2 separate regions of the Canis lupus genome follow, and region 1 is linked to region 2. The links are chromatin contacts, called in public Hi-C maps. All regions are on one chromosome and are shown on one strand. Each heading gives the region's core, a stretch centred on a gene start, on an enhancer-like site or on the middle of the called end of the contact. The rest is flanking DNA. Distances are from core to core; before and after follow the strand shown.

Region 1 (6,125 bases), core at 384-2,883, 180 kb after region 2:
CAACAGGTATTTCTCAGTGCCATGCACGTCCAAAGCCCAAAGCATGCTTTTGGGAAGCCTTACAGGTCCTCACCTCCACCAGGGTGTGTGTGGGCCGGTTCCGGGCCAGCCGTGCTGGGGGCCCCCACCGACTGCCAGCCTCCCTGCAGGGGGGAGGTTGGAGATGAATTTATTTTTATTTATTTATTTTTTTATGTTTTTCTCAATTTTCCAATTCTCCGCAGTAGGTTCATAATACTCTTATAGTCCGAGTGGAGGAGAGGAACAAAAATCCTACCCTTAATAAAAAATAGATTTCTCAACGCAAGGGACGTCCGGCTCTTCCAGGGGGCGGGGGGGGGGGGGGGGGGGGCGGGGGGCGGGCTCCAGGCGCTAAGTTATTCTGGTCTCTAGGCGCCTCCGCAGCTGGCGAGCTTTTTATAAACAGGACGCACCCCTCCGCCCCCCACCCCCGCCGCCCCGCGCCTGGGGAGGGAGCAAGATCAGAATTCTCTTGGGGCCACGCTCCTCCTGCCGGGTCTGGGGAGCGGAGTTGAGGGGCAGGGATCCCAATGGGGCATAGGGGCTCATTCTCCCGCACGACCCCCCAATTCTGACATTTCTCCCTCAAGATTTGGGAGAGTAAACGACTGAGCACCGCAGCCCCCAAAGTCTGCACTCGCAGAGTCTTGTTTCCCCAGGATGGAGGGGATCGGTCCCCTGCCTCAGTCAGGAACCAGGGTCGGTAAAGCATCTCCCAGCCCCGTCTTGGAGAGACGTCTTGTTGGGTCTTTGAACCTCGCTGAGACCCTCCCTGTTCCCCGTTGTTGTTGTTTCCTGCAGGTTTGTGGGGGGACTTAGGGGGGGAAGCCATTTCTCTGCCCCACTTCAGCATTATTTTCGAATTTTTCTCCGGAAAGGGGGGGGGGCGCAGGTAGAGGAGGGGTTCTTGTGTCAGCCCCTTCCTTCTTTTCTAGAAAATAGTTCCCTCGATCCCTAGATCCTCTTTCTTCTTTTTCATCTCAGCAAACAGGACCGGGCATCTACCCACCCGGTCCTCTTTGGGGATCTTACACTTTCCAGAAATTGGGAGGGGTCTCCCTTCACCCCTATTTTGGCTTTTTCTTCATTTGTACTTATTTTGAACCCGTGATTGGGGGGCACTGAGCGTCTCTCAGATGTCTGTTCCTCTTCTAAAATTGGGAATAGTGTTTTTAACCAGAGGTCGCGACACCCAAGACCCGGCGGGGGCCGCGAAAATCTCAGACTAAAGGTGGGAGGGGGCGAGGAAGGGGAACGCCCCCTGAAGACCCAGGCTCTGCGAAGGCCTCAACCTCCCAGCCCTGCAACCACCTGGGAGCCACCATTGGACAGGAGGAGAACAGTGATAGGCTCTGATTGGCTGATCAGTCCGTCGCTCGGGGGCCCTAAGCCAGTGAGAGGGCGCCATTCAGTCCCGCCTCCTTGACGCAGGCAGGAGGCGGAGCAAGTAGGCACCTCCCCCGCGTGCTACTGGGTGAGCACACTGATTCCCGCCCCACTCGTGCGTCAATCTGCGCGGGGGCCCCGCCCCTCCTGGCTCTGCGTGCGTCAGTGGGCTGTTGCTCCAGGCGCGGCTCCGCCCCAGGATGGCGTCACGGCTGCATCTGCATGTGAGGCCCCGCCTCACTCTTTGCAGGACGTCACCGCGGACTGCAGGGGCCTGAGCCGCTGCTGCTGCCGCCGCTGCCCCTGTCGCGCAGCCCCACATCAACGCAGGGGGCCCCGTCACCACCGCCGCCGAAGAGTCGCCGCCGCTAGGGTCACCACCGCATCGGTGCAGGGCAAGGTGAGTTCCCGGGCGGCCTGGTTCGCCGCCTCTCCGGATACCTACATAACCTTCATTTGACTGATGGGATTGCCGGGGTAGGGGAGAGATTGGCCGCGCTGAATGGGGGGGAAGGATGCGGCGGTCACAGCCCTTGTCGGGGTAGGGCCCTGGCTCCCCCTACCTGCCGGGTCCTCACCCTCACCCCCACCCCCCACCCCCGGCCTCTGCGGCGGAGGGGGAGGGGAGGCGAGTGCCTTGCGGGAAGCTGTGCGCGCGGGAGGCTCTGTGCGTGCGTGCGCGTGCGTGCGTGCGGTGTGAACACGCGTGTGCGCGCCCGCCGGTGCCAGCGGGTCTGTGTGCAAACCCTTTTGCTTATGTACCGGGGTATGCTCGGGTGACCCTGCGGGTGTCCCGGCCCCGGTGAGTGCGTGCTGCACGCATGTGAAAGGAGACGCATGGACTGTGCGTGTGCCTGCACGTCGTGTGCATACGTGCACGGGACTGCGTGTCCGCGTGGGTGACGTGTACACGCCTGCATGGGTGGAGGGCACCCTGCGCACGGGTGGGTTGGCATGTGTGTAAATGTGTGTTGGTGTGCGGACAAGTGTCTACGTCTCGTTTCCTGTGCACCGAATGTATTCGACTCTCGTGTGCACACGCGTGTACGGGTGTGTTCCCTGCTGCGTGCACGTGAGCAGGTGCACGCCCCGCCCTTATCACATGACCAGCTGTCTCAGCCCGATCCCTCCTAGCTTGGGAGCCTGGGGGAAGGGGGTGCTGCGACGCACATCCCCGCGGGGTCGTACACGCGTGTGCACGTGCGCCCGCGCGGCACCCTTCTGAGACACATGAATGATTGATGGGGGGCGGGGCCGGCTGCAGTCAGCCCTGCCCGCTCAGCTTAGGGTTTAGGATTACAGCCCGACCTAGGGCGAAGGCATGTTGGAGGGGGCCCAAGGGGTGTCCCCATGTCCATCTTTCTGAGCTGCTCCCTTGACACTTTTGGCCTTTCAAGGTCACAGCCCGCCCTTTGCCGTGGGCCCTACCGTTAGTACAGGGGCTCCTGATGAGATAAGAGTAATCTATAAACACTAGTCCTTCTCAAGAGCTCTGGAATTCTCTGTATCCTCTGCCTGGAGCCTGGGCAGCTGGGTGCGAAAGGGGACTCTTCAGGCTCACCTACACCCTGCACACCCAGATGGCGTCCGCCACAGACTCGCGCTATGGGCAGAAGGAGTCCTCGGACCAGAACTTCGACTACATGTTCAAGATCCTCATCATTGGCAACAGCAGCGTGGGCAAGACCTCTTTCCTATTCCGCTATGCAGACGATTCCTTCACGCCTGCTTTTGTCAGCACTGTGGGCATCGACTTCAAGGTCAAGACCATCTACCGCAACGACAAGAGGATCAAGCTGCAGATCTGGGTGGGTCCAGCTGGGGAGCTTCCGTCCCTATCACTTTGCCTTCCCAGAAAAGCAGCCCCAGCTTTGCCTATTTCCTGTTTGGATTCACTCACACACTGGGTGTTTATCAGGTGCCTACTGTGTATTAGGAGCTAGAGGCCCAGAGTCCTCCCATGGGTGCCTCATCACTGCTCTCTGGGAGTGGGGAAGGAGCAAATGCTGGGTCCTTCCATGGGTGCCTCATCACTTCTCTCTGGAAGTGGGGAAGGAGCAAATGCTGGGTCCTCTCCTCTGTGTATTACTGAGAGCATCACTGGGATTGGTGCCTCAGTTTCCCTATCTTTCAGTTCTTTCATGTGAGTCTGTATGATGTTTCAGCCGGATCTTGGCCCCCCCCTCCCCAGCCTCATTCCCTGGGACAGGAACAGGCAACCTTCCTCCCTTCCTCAGGGTCTACTGGCCACCTCCCTTAGCCCCACAGGGGCCCAAAGGAACCTGTTTAATCCCAAGCCAGAGCTGTCCCTTCTCTGTTCATTGCATTCCCATGGGCCACCTGGCCCGGGAGACCTCGCCTGCTTTGTCTCCCACCTCCGCTGCCTCACTGTTCCTCTGATGTATCAGGCACACTGATACAGAGACCCACTTCAGGGCCCCTGCTCCAGGCTCTGTCCTTTGCCCAGATTGTCCTTCCCCCCAGTCCCCGTATGGTTCCCTCCTCACCTCATCCAGCTCTCAAAACCATACCCTCACCCACATTGCCCTTCCATCTTTGTCAGACTTTATCTTCCCTCTCAGTCTTCATCACCTCCAACATAGGATACGTTTTCTTCCTTTTTGTGTTTATTGTCTGTTTCCTATAGAATTGGGTAATCAGTAGGCAGTGATTTTTGTCCATTTTGTTAACATCTGTGTCCCTGGTGCTCAGCCCAGGGTGTGGCACACACAGGTCAATGCCCAGGTACGTTGAATGAGTGAGGAAATGATTCTCTAGGTACCCGCCTCTGGAGGACAATTGAGCACAATGTTCTCTGTGTAGGTGGGCAGCTTGCTCCCCTGGCCCATTTTGCCTTTGGGCAAGCCCCCTGTTCCTTCTGGTCCTCAAGCAGGCTGGACTGGACAATCTTGGAGCTCATTTCCACTGAGGAGCTTATGTACAGGGCCTGACTCTTGTCTTTTTAAATTTTTTAAAAAGATTTTATTTATTTATGGGGAGGTGGGGCAGAGACAGCAGAGGGAGAAACAGGCTCCCACAAGGAGCCCAATGCAGGACTTGATCCTGGACCATAGGATCAAGCCCTGAGCCAAAGGCAGACGCTTAACCACTGAGCCACCCAATGGTGGCTGACCCCTGACCCCTGTCTTTTCTTCCCCAGGACACAGCAGGGCAAGAGCGGTACCGGACCATCACCACAGCCTACTACCGGGGTGCCATGGGCTTTATCCTCATGTATGACATTACCAATGAAGAATCCTTCAACGCTGTGCAGGACTGGTGAGCACACCTTCCCTTCGGCTCTCAGACCATCTTCAGAGCTGGCTTTGATGCAAAGCCCCAGCTCCCCTGGCAGAAATGTAAATCACAATATCGGACTCTCAGACCTGCTCTCGGGTCTGTAATAACTGAAACGTGGTGGCACTGGCTCAACCAGGGGGAAAGAGGGTTTCATCTCAGGTGGAAAAATGAAATTGTCAATTTATAGGCAAAAAAAAAATAAGGGAGGGGTCAGAAAATATAAGGATGGTTTGCACAGGATGAAGGATCTATATGAACACATTTCTGCCCAAGGTAGTGATAAACTTTAAGGACATTTCTGAATTGGCAGAGGATGGAGAAATTCTTGCCTCCGGGGGACAGGGATCCGGGAAGGGTGGGAAATTCTACAGGAAAGGGATTTCCAAGATCAGGGAGCCATGGGTCTGTGTTCCTGGCAAGACAAAGGGCGGAAGGAGGGACCGAGCTGGCCAAATCCAAGCAATAATCTGCAGGTGGGGGGCTAGAGTGTGGTGAGCAAGGGGGAGATTAGAGGATGGTGGAGCTAGGTTGCTGCCAGCCCTAGCCCACCCCACCCCACCCCTGTCACTGCCTCCTCCAGGTCAACCCAGATCAAGACCTACTCATGGGACAATGCCCAGGTGCTGCTGGTGGGCAACAAGTGTGACATGGAGGATGAACGGGTGGTGTCGTCGGAACGTGGCCGGCAGTTGGCTGACCACCTTGGTGAGTGCCCAGTGGGGCTGCACACTTGCAGCCTAAGAAAGGGACACTGGGGCCCTGAAAGGGGAGGGGACACACCCAAGATCTCACAGCAAAACCAGGACAGTGTCTAGATTTGAATCCAGACAATTCACACTGTTTGCAAATGGCCTTGAGCCAGATCTTGACAGATGCCTAGGAGTTCGTGGTGCAGTTACTGATTTGTTCAGATATCTTCACTGCTAGCCTCATGTTGGGTTGCTGAGCCCAAGAAGCCTCATTTTGTGGGGTAGAGGGGGAGATCTGGGCTGGGGGAGTGTAAGGGGGGCAAGCTCTGCCTGGTGTAGGTAAGACCTGGAGGACGGCACTGGATCTGGTGCTGAAGCAACGGGTGGTCAGACCAAACTTCAGGCAAAGGACAGAGGTAGGTAAGATCCTGAGTGTTCTGGCAAATAATTAATTTTATATGGCTGGAATGTGGGGTTTACCTGGGGGAAATGCACACCCTGAACCACATGCCGACGATCTGGGATTCCTGCAAGGGCAACAGGGAGCCAGAGGGTGTGTAAGCAAGGGAGGGCACAGGGGGATGTGCCAGATACTGCCAGGGCCAGTGCGCGGGTTAGGCTGGATGTTGGGAGTGGGGAAAGAGGTCTTGCTGGGGGCCTGGAGACGAGATGGGGACAGTTTTAGGGGGAAGGAAGGAGTACAAGCAACCTAGGGCTGACCTAGTCCAG
Region 2 (5,534 bases), core at 3,025-5,524:
GCAGAGCCAACAGGCACAGGCCTGCCCACCAACCCAGGCAAGGAGAGAGGCTGAGAGAGGTCTGGCCAGGCCCTCACTCATATTGGGGGTCACTGCAGGAAGCAGGAAAGTCTGGGGGTGAGATGCTTGGAGTTAAGGGAGCGAGATGGGACGGGGATCCAGGTAGGTAGGGGTAAGAATAGGGACAGGGAGGCTGCAGTCTTGCCCTGGGGGCATTCTGGCTCGAAGAGCTTGGACACTGCCAGCCATCAGGTCCTCCCACATCTCCCCTTTGCCCCCCCCTCCCCCGATTGTTCAGTGGTGGTATCTGACCCAGGATGCAGGTCCAGGACCCTAGCCCTGCCTGCTCCCCTCACCCCTCCACTAGCTCAGCCCTTAGGCCTTCACTTCTCTAGGTGGCCTCCTTTCCCTTTTAATGATATCTGTATGCAGCTGCCCATGGGGTGCACCAGCCTGGCCCCCCCAACCTAGGGGTTCACAAGACATCTAATGGCCCAGCCTTAATAGGCTCCCCACCCAGGTTTTTCATTTCCCACCTCCCCTGCCCCCAATCCCCCAAGACCTGACTTGGGTAATCTGGCCTTGACTCATAAAGGTACACAGGTTTGTGAATATGCACCCATCCATCCCTCTGAGCTCACTGCACTTACAGAATTTAGGGAAAAAAACTTAAGGAAAATGCTCTCTCTTCTACTTTGGAGCCTTCTTCCCACCTCCTCTACCACACTTGGTCCAGGCCACTACCACCTCTTACCTGGATTTCTACAGGGCTCCCCCAAGGGCTGCTTCCTCCCCAGCCCAGCCTCTAGAGTCTACACACACACCCTATAGCACTCCTCCTTCATTCCCTCCAATGCCCCAACACATGCACACTGGGCATCCTTGACCCCAGGGCCATTGCACATGGTGTCCCCCCAGCTGGGGCACTTCCACCTAGAGACCTATATGGTTCAAATATCACCTGTCACAGTCTTCTCTGTCACACCTAACCTCCTTCTTCCCCATCCACCCCCCAATCAACTTATTTATCTCCTTCTGACACATCTCTCTGCTCAATGCCTGTAGCTCCTTCTGGAATATAGCTTTGGGAGGGCAGGGACTTGGTGTCTTTCATTCACTACTGAGCTTACATACAACAGAGCCCAGGGCATTCTGGGCCCCTAGCTACCCCAAATGAATGAATAAACCAACACTGGGACTCCTTCCTGCAACGTCAGGAGGATTAACACAGGCAGTCTGGTAAGCACCAATAAAAGTTAGCTTAGTATTTTGATGTTAAAGGATTTGGGGTTTTATCCCCAAAGCAAAGAGAAGCCAGAGAAGATTTTAAGTTTTTCTGATTTCTCTTATGTGTTCGTACTTTAATTTTTACCAGGATAGAGTCTCAGGGAAGAATTGTGAGCTATTTTTGAGTGAAAAATTCTGAAGCCTGGACATCTGGCCATGTTGTTTTGAGACCTTCCAGGTACTACCTCATGCAGGGCTTCCAGCTTGAGGTGTCACCGTCCAGGCCCTGATCTCAGTTACAGGGAAGGGCCTGGGCCCTGGATCCAAATCCTGGCATCCCCATCCCTAACCAGGTTGGCAAATGACCTGCAGAACAAAGAGCGTGCTCACGGGAGGGGTTTCTGCTGTAGGGGGGCAGGTGGATGGAAGGAACAAGTGACCTAGAGGATATGGAGTCCCCAGACCCCAAGTGCTCACAGGAAGAAATGCACATGGGGCTGTTCAGGTGACATGCTGGTACGTCAGAGGCTTGTAGACTACAATACGGCACCACCACTGTAATCACAAAGAACTGTGGTAGGTAATGGATGCTCTGAGCACAGCACAGCATCCTCCTCCCCATTAAAGCCCCTGGACTTGCTGCTGGGGGCTGGGAGAAACCCCCTATCAGAGCTTTGTATCACTCCTCCACAGAGGATTGCTCCAGCCCACACATTTTTCACCCTTCCCCCCACCCCCCAAGGCCAGGCCTTCAGGTATCTCTCACCAGGGTGGTGACCACCCTCCTCACCATCTGCCCGGCAGCCTCCATGCTTGTTACAGCCCTTCTCTCAGCCAGTGGCCAGGGTGATGATCCTCACAAATTCCACCTCTGTCTTCCTCCTCCTCCTGTTCCTTCCCTCTTCTTGGAAGCTCCCCTGTGTCCACTGGCTCTGCTTAGCCTCTGGGACTTAGTTCCTTTCTCAAGAACCTCTTGCCCATCTGCCCTTCAAACAAGGCTGCACACAGCCACACCTGGAAGCCCCGCAAGAGCCAGAGCAAACACAAGGTGATTCCCTCATCTGCTGGGCTAAGGAAGAAACTATCCGCGGTCACATGCCCCATCTCAAAACCAATCCCAGGAACAAACACAAGACACCCAGTGACACCAACCATGGTTGTCATTAACGGAACGGCAGCACTTCACGTTGGCAGAACCTCTGGGGCCACAGGGGAAGGATATAAAGGGGACAAAGGGGCCTTCGACTATCCCAGCCACCTTCGTCCCCTTATTTAAAAAGCCCTGAAACCAAGGACCAAATGCAGTGCTAGTTAGTTCTGGGTGATAGGTGTCCTCCAGGCTGCCCTGTAGGCTGGGAGTGTTTATTATTGGATCCACCATCCACACACCCAGCAGGTACTCAGTCCATTTCTGGGGCAGGCTGTCCCAGACCTAGAGTAGAGATGAGCAAGAAGTGGGCTCAGGACAGGGACCTGAGAGGGAAGAAGAGGAGGAGGAGGCAGGTCTGTGAGCAGGGAAGAAAAACACAGAAGCAGAGAGCTCAGGACCTGAGCAATGTAACCCCCCCACACACACGCCCATTTCACGGAGGAGGAAACCGAGGCCCAGAGGCAGGAAGTGGCTGGGGTGGTGGCTGCCTATGTGGGGTGCTCTACCTGTAGCCTTTCACCCAGTCCTTGTGAGAATCCTCCAAGGCCGGTTGTCCGTATCTCAGAAACCAATGCTCAAAGCAACCCACGGACCTCTTCAGTATGCCCACCCCCATCTCCGCCTTCTGAGAGAGCTCTCCGGTTCCCCAGACCCTGAAACCTCAGCAGATCGCTTCCTCCCCAGGGCCCGGGTACCCCCGAGTATTGAAAGAGGGGACGTGGCCATCTGGTGTCTTCCAAACTTTCTTTAGCACCAGGACCCTATCTCCAAACCAAGGCTTAGAGGGGACCCTCTATAAGAAATGGACGAGCACAGGACAAATCTGGCCATCAAAGGGACTGGGAATGAGACACGATGGGGCCTTTAAACTCCGCGTGAGGTGTTTTCGCAGATCCCGGGGTCCTCCCACTGGGAGCCCCACCCAGCTGCCCTGCGCGCGGAGCTGAGGCTAGTACCCTTCAGGCCCTCTCCTCTCTCTAGCTCTTCCTGACAGGCAGGGGTCCCCGACTGGTCAGCCTCGCCCGCCCCGGAAACTTCCCTGGAGAATGTGGGAAACCGCTCAGTGCGCGACCTCGCGCGCACGCGCGACCGCAAACTCGCGCATCCAAGTCTCGACCGTCGGGGAGGTCCCGCTCGGGTCTCTCGCGCCCCCGCAAATGTCGCGACCCCTTGAGCCACTCGGGTCTCCCTAGCCCTCGAGTTTCACGCGCCCACTCAAATCTCGCAAACCTCGGGTCTCCCGCGCCCCTTCAACTCTCACGACCTCTGGGCTCTCGCGCACCCCCCCAAACCTCACGACTCCTTGCGCCCCTCAAGCTCCCGAAGTCTGACGCGCCCCTCAAATCTCGCGAACTCTTAAGCTCCTCACACCCCTCAGATCTAGCGCACTCCCACACATGTCGCGACCCCTCGAGCCCCCTCGGGCTCGCGCGCCCCTCAAATCTCGCGCCCCTCGGGTCTCGCGCGCCCCCGTAAATCTCGCGACCCCTCGAGCGCTCGGGCCCCGCACGCCCTGCCCCCGCGCCCACGTGCCCCGCGCGGTGCCCGCCGGCACTGGGGCCCACGGAAGCTGCGCGGCCGCCGAGCCCCGCCCCCGGCTCCCGCGGCCTCGGCCCACCGACTCACTTCTCGCGGGCCTGGCTGTCGGAGGGCACGGCCGAGCCCTTGCCCCCCTTGGCGTACATGCTGCTCCGAGCCGCCGCCACCGCCGCCGCCGGGGCCCACACCTGTCAGGCGGCACCGCGGGCCGCGCTAGCGGTCGCCATAGCTACCCCGCGCCCCGGGCCTCACCGCCCCGAGCCCCGCGCGGGCACCGCGGGCATCGTCCGCGCGGGGGAGCTCCAGACGGCCAAGGCGGCGGCGGCGGCGGCGGCAGCGGCGGCAGCTCCAGCTTCAGCTCCAGCCACGGGTTTTATTTTCTTCCTCTCTTCCCTCAGCGCGGGCTGTTCCGGGAAGCGCGCGCCCCCTCCTCCCGCCGCGCGCGCCCCCGCCCGCCGCCTCCCTGCCGCCCGCGGGCGCCGCTCTTAAAGGGGCGATGGCGGGCGCGCGGATGGGTCCCGCTGTGGGGACCGTGGGCCGGGCGCGCACGCGCAGTGCCTGCCGCGGTGGGAGGGGCGCGGGGACACACACGCAGGCACGGGTGGGGACGGCCACCTGGGGACACACAGCAGGATACAGTTGATCACGGCTACACACACACTCCCCAGTTAGGACCAGCTGCCCAAATTGTACACCCAGGAACACAGCCACACACAGTTGCAGCTACAGTCTCGGACAGCGGACTCCACACACATAAATCCACATAGCTACTTGAACAACCAGTGAGAGTTCCATAAAGCAAAAAGCGGGGTGTATCACCCCGCAGCAGAACTACCCGACCCAACACACACACACACACACACAGCTTGAGAGAGAACTACCGCACATACAGCTCACTCAGGGACACACCGTCATACACACAGACGTATACACAGTGGCTCGCAGAACAACAAAACACACCGACCACCATCACATAGACCTATAACCGCAGAGAGACACACGTAAGCTCAGCTGTGCTATAGCTTCCAACAAGCTGTGGAAAGAGCCCATGCAGCTACTTGCAGTCACCCTGGGGCACACCATGGCAGCCTGAACAGGGCTCCACACACAGCCCTGGGGTCTCACAGTGCCATAAATGTGTCAGTGTCACACAGTCACATGGCCTGTAGATACAGCTACACACACACACAACACACATATGCAACACAAAGACAACCACACAGGGAGTTCCTGGGATACCTGGGCCCCTCCCTGGGAGCCACCCTGCACTGCCCCAGTGTCAATAGTAGTCGGTGGGTGATTGTTGACTGGGTCATTCCTGCTGCCACTTCTTGACTTCTGTGCTGCCACCTGTAAATTGGGTGCAGCCCACATTTAATCACCCCTCTGAAGGAGTCAAGACTGCAGGCAGTGGGTAACTCATTTCCCCTCCTGGGGTCCTTCTTCCAGGGAGTGTGAGATGGGGCAGACACTGAGGTAAGTGTTCCCGGGAGGGGTGGAGGAGGCCTGTGCACTGGACCTACTGGCAACCAGTAGGGAGAAGCAGTCCAGTTGTGACTCCAGGTCTGGATGTTTCTGTGAATATTTGCCATAGGTGTTCTTTTTTCCTGTACATGAC

What was found. Hi-C and Micro-C count contacts between places; a contact is called where the count stands out from the background.
Region 1: a contact with region 2 is called in a Hi-C map of amygdala, with 2.0 times the contacts expected there. The contact joins the promoter of RAB3A here to the promoter of SSBP4 in region 2. A contact is called at or near these places in 2 of 9 Hi-C or Micro-C datasets (amygdala and blood).

What each region holds. Positions count from the first base shown.
Region 1 is chr20:45,203,999-45,210,123 of UU_Cfam_GSD_1.0, forward strand. It overlaps RAB3A (ras-related protein Rab-3A), which reads left to right and starts at 1,634. Exons shown (of 5, transcript XM_038566840.1): 1 at 1,634-1,807; 2 at 2,988-3,215; 3 at 4,568-4,686; 4 at 5,288-5,412. The coding sequence starts at 2,988. It overlaps MPV17L2 (mpv17-like protein 2), which reads right to left. Exons shown (of 5, transcript XM_038566839.1): 5 at 4,084-4,755. The coding sequence ends at 4,711.
Region 2 is chr20:45,017,772-45,023,305 of UU_Cfam_GSD_1.0, forward strand. SSBP4 (single-stranded DNA-binding protein 4) reads right to left here and starts at 4,275. Exons shown (of 17, transcript XM_038566814.1): 1 at 4,004-4,275. The coding sequence starts at 4,062.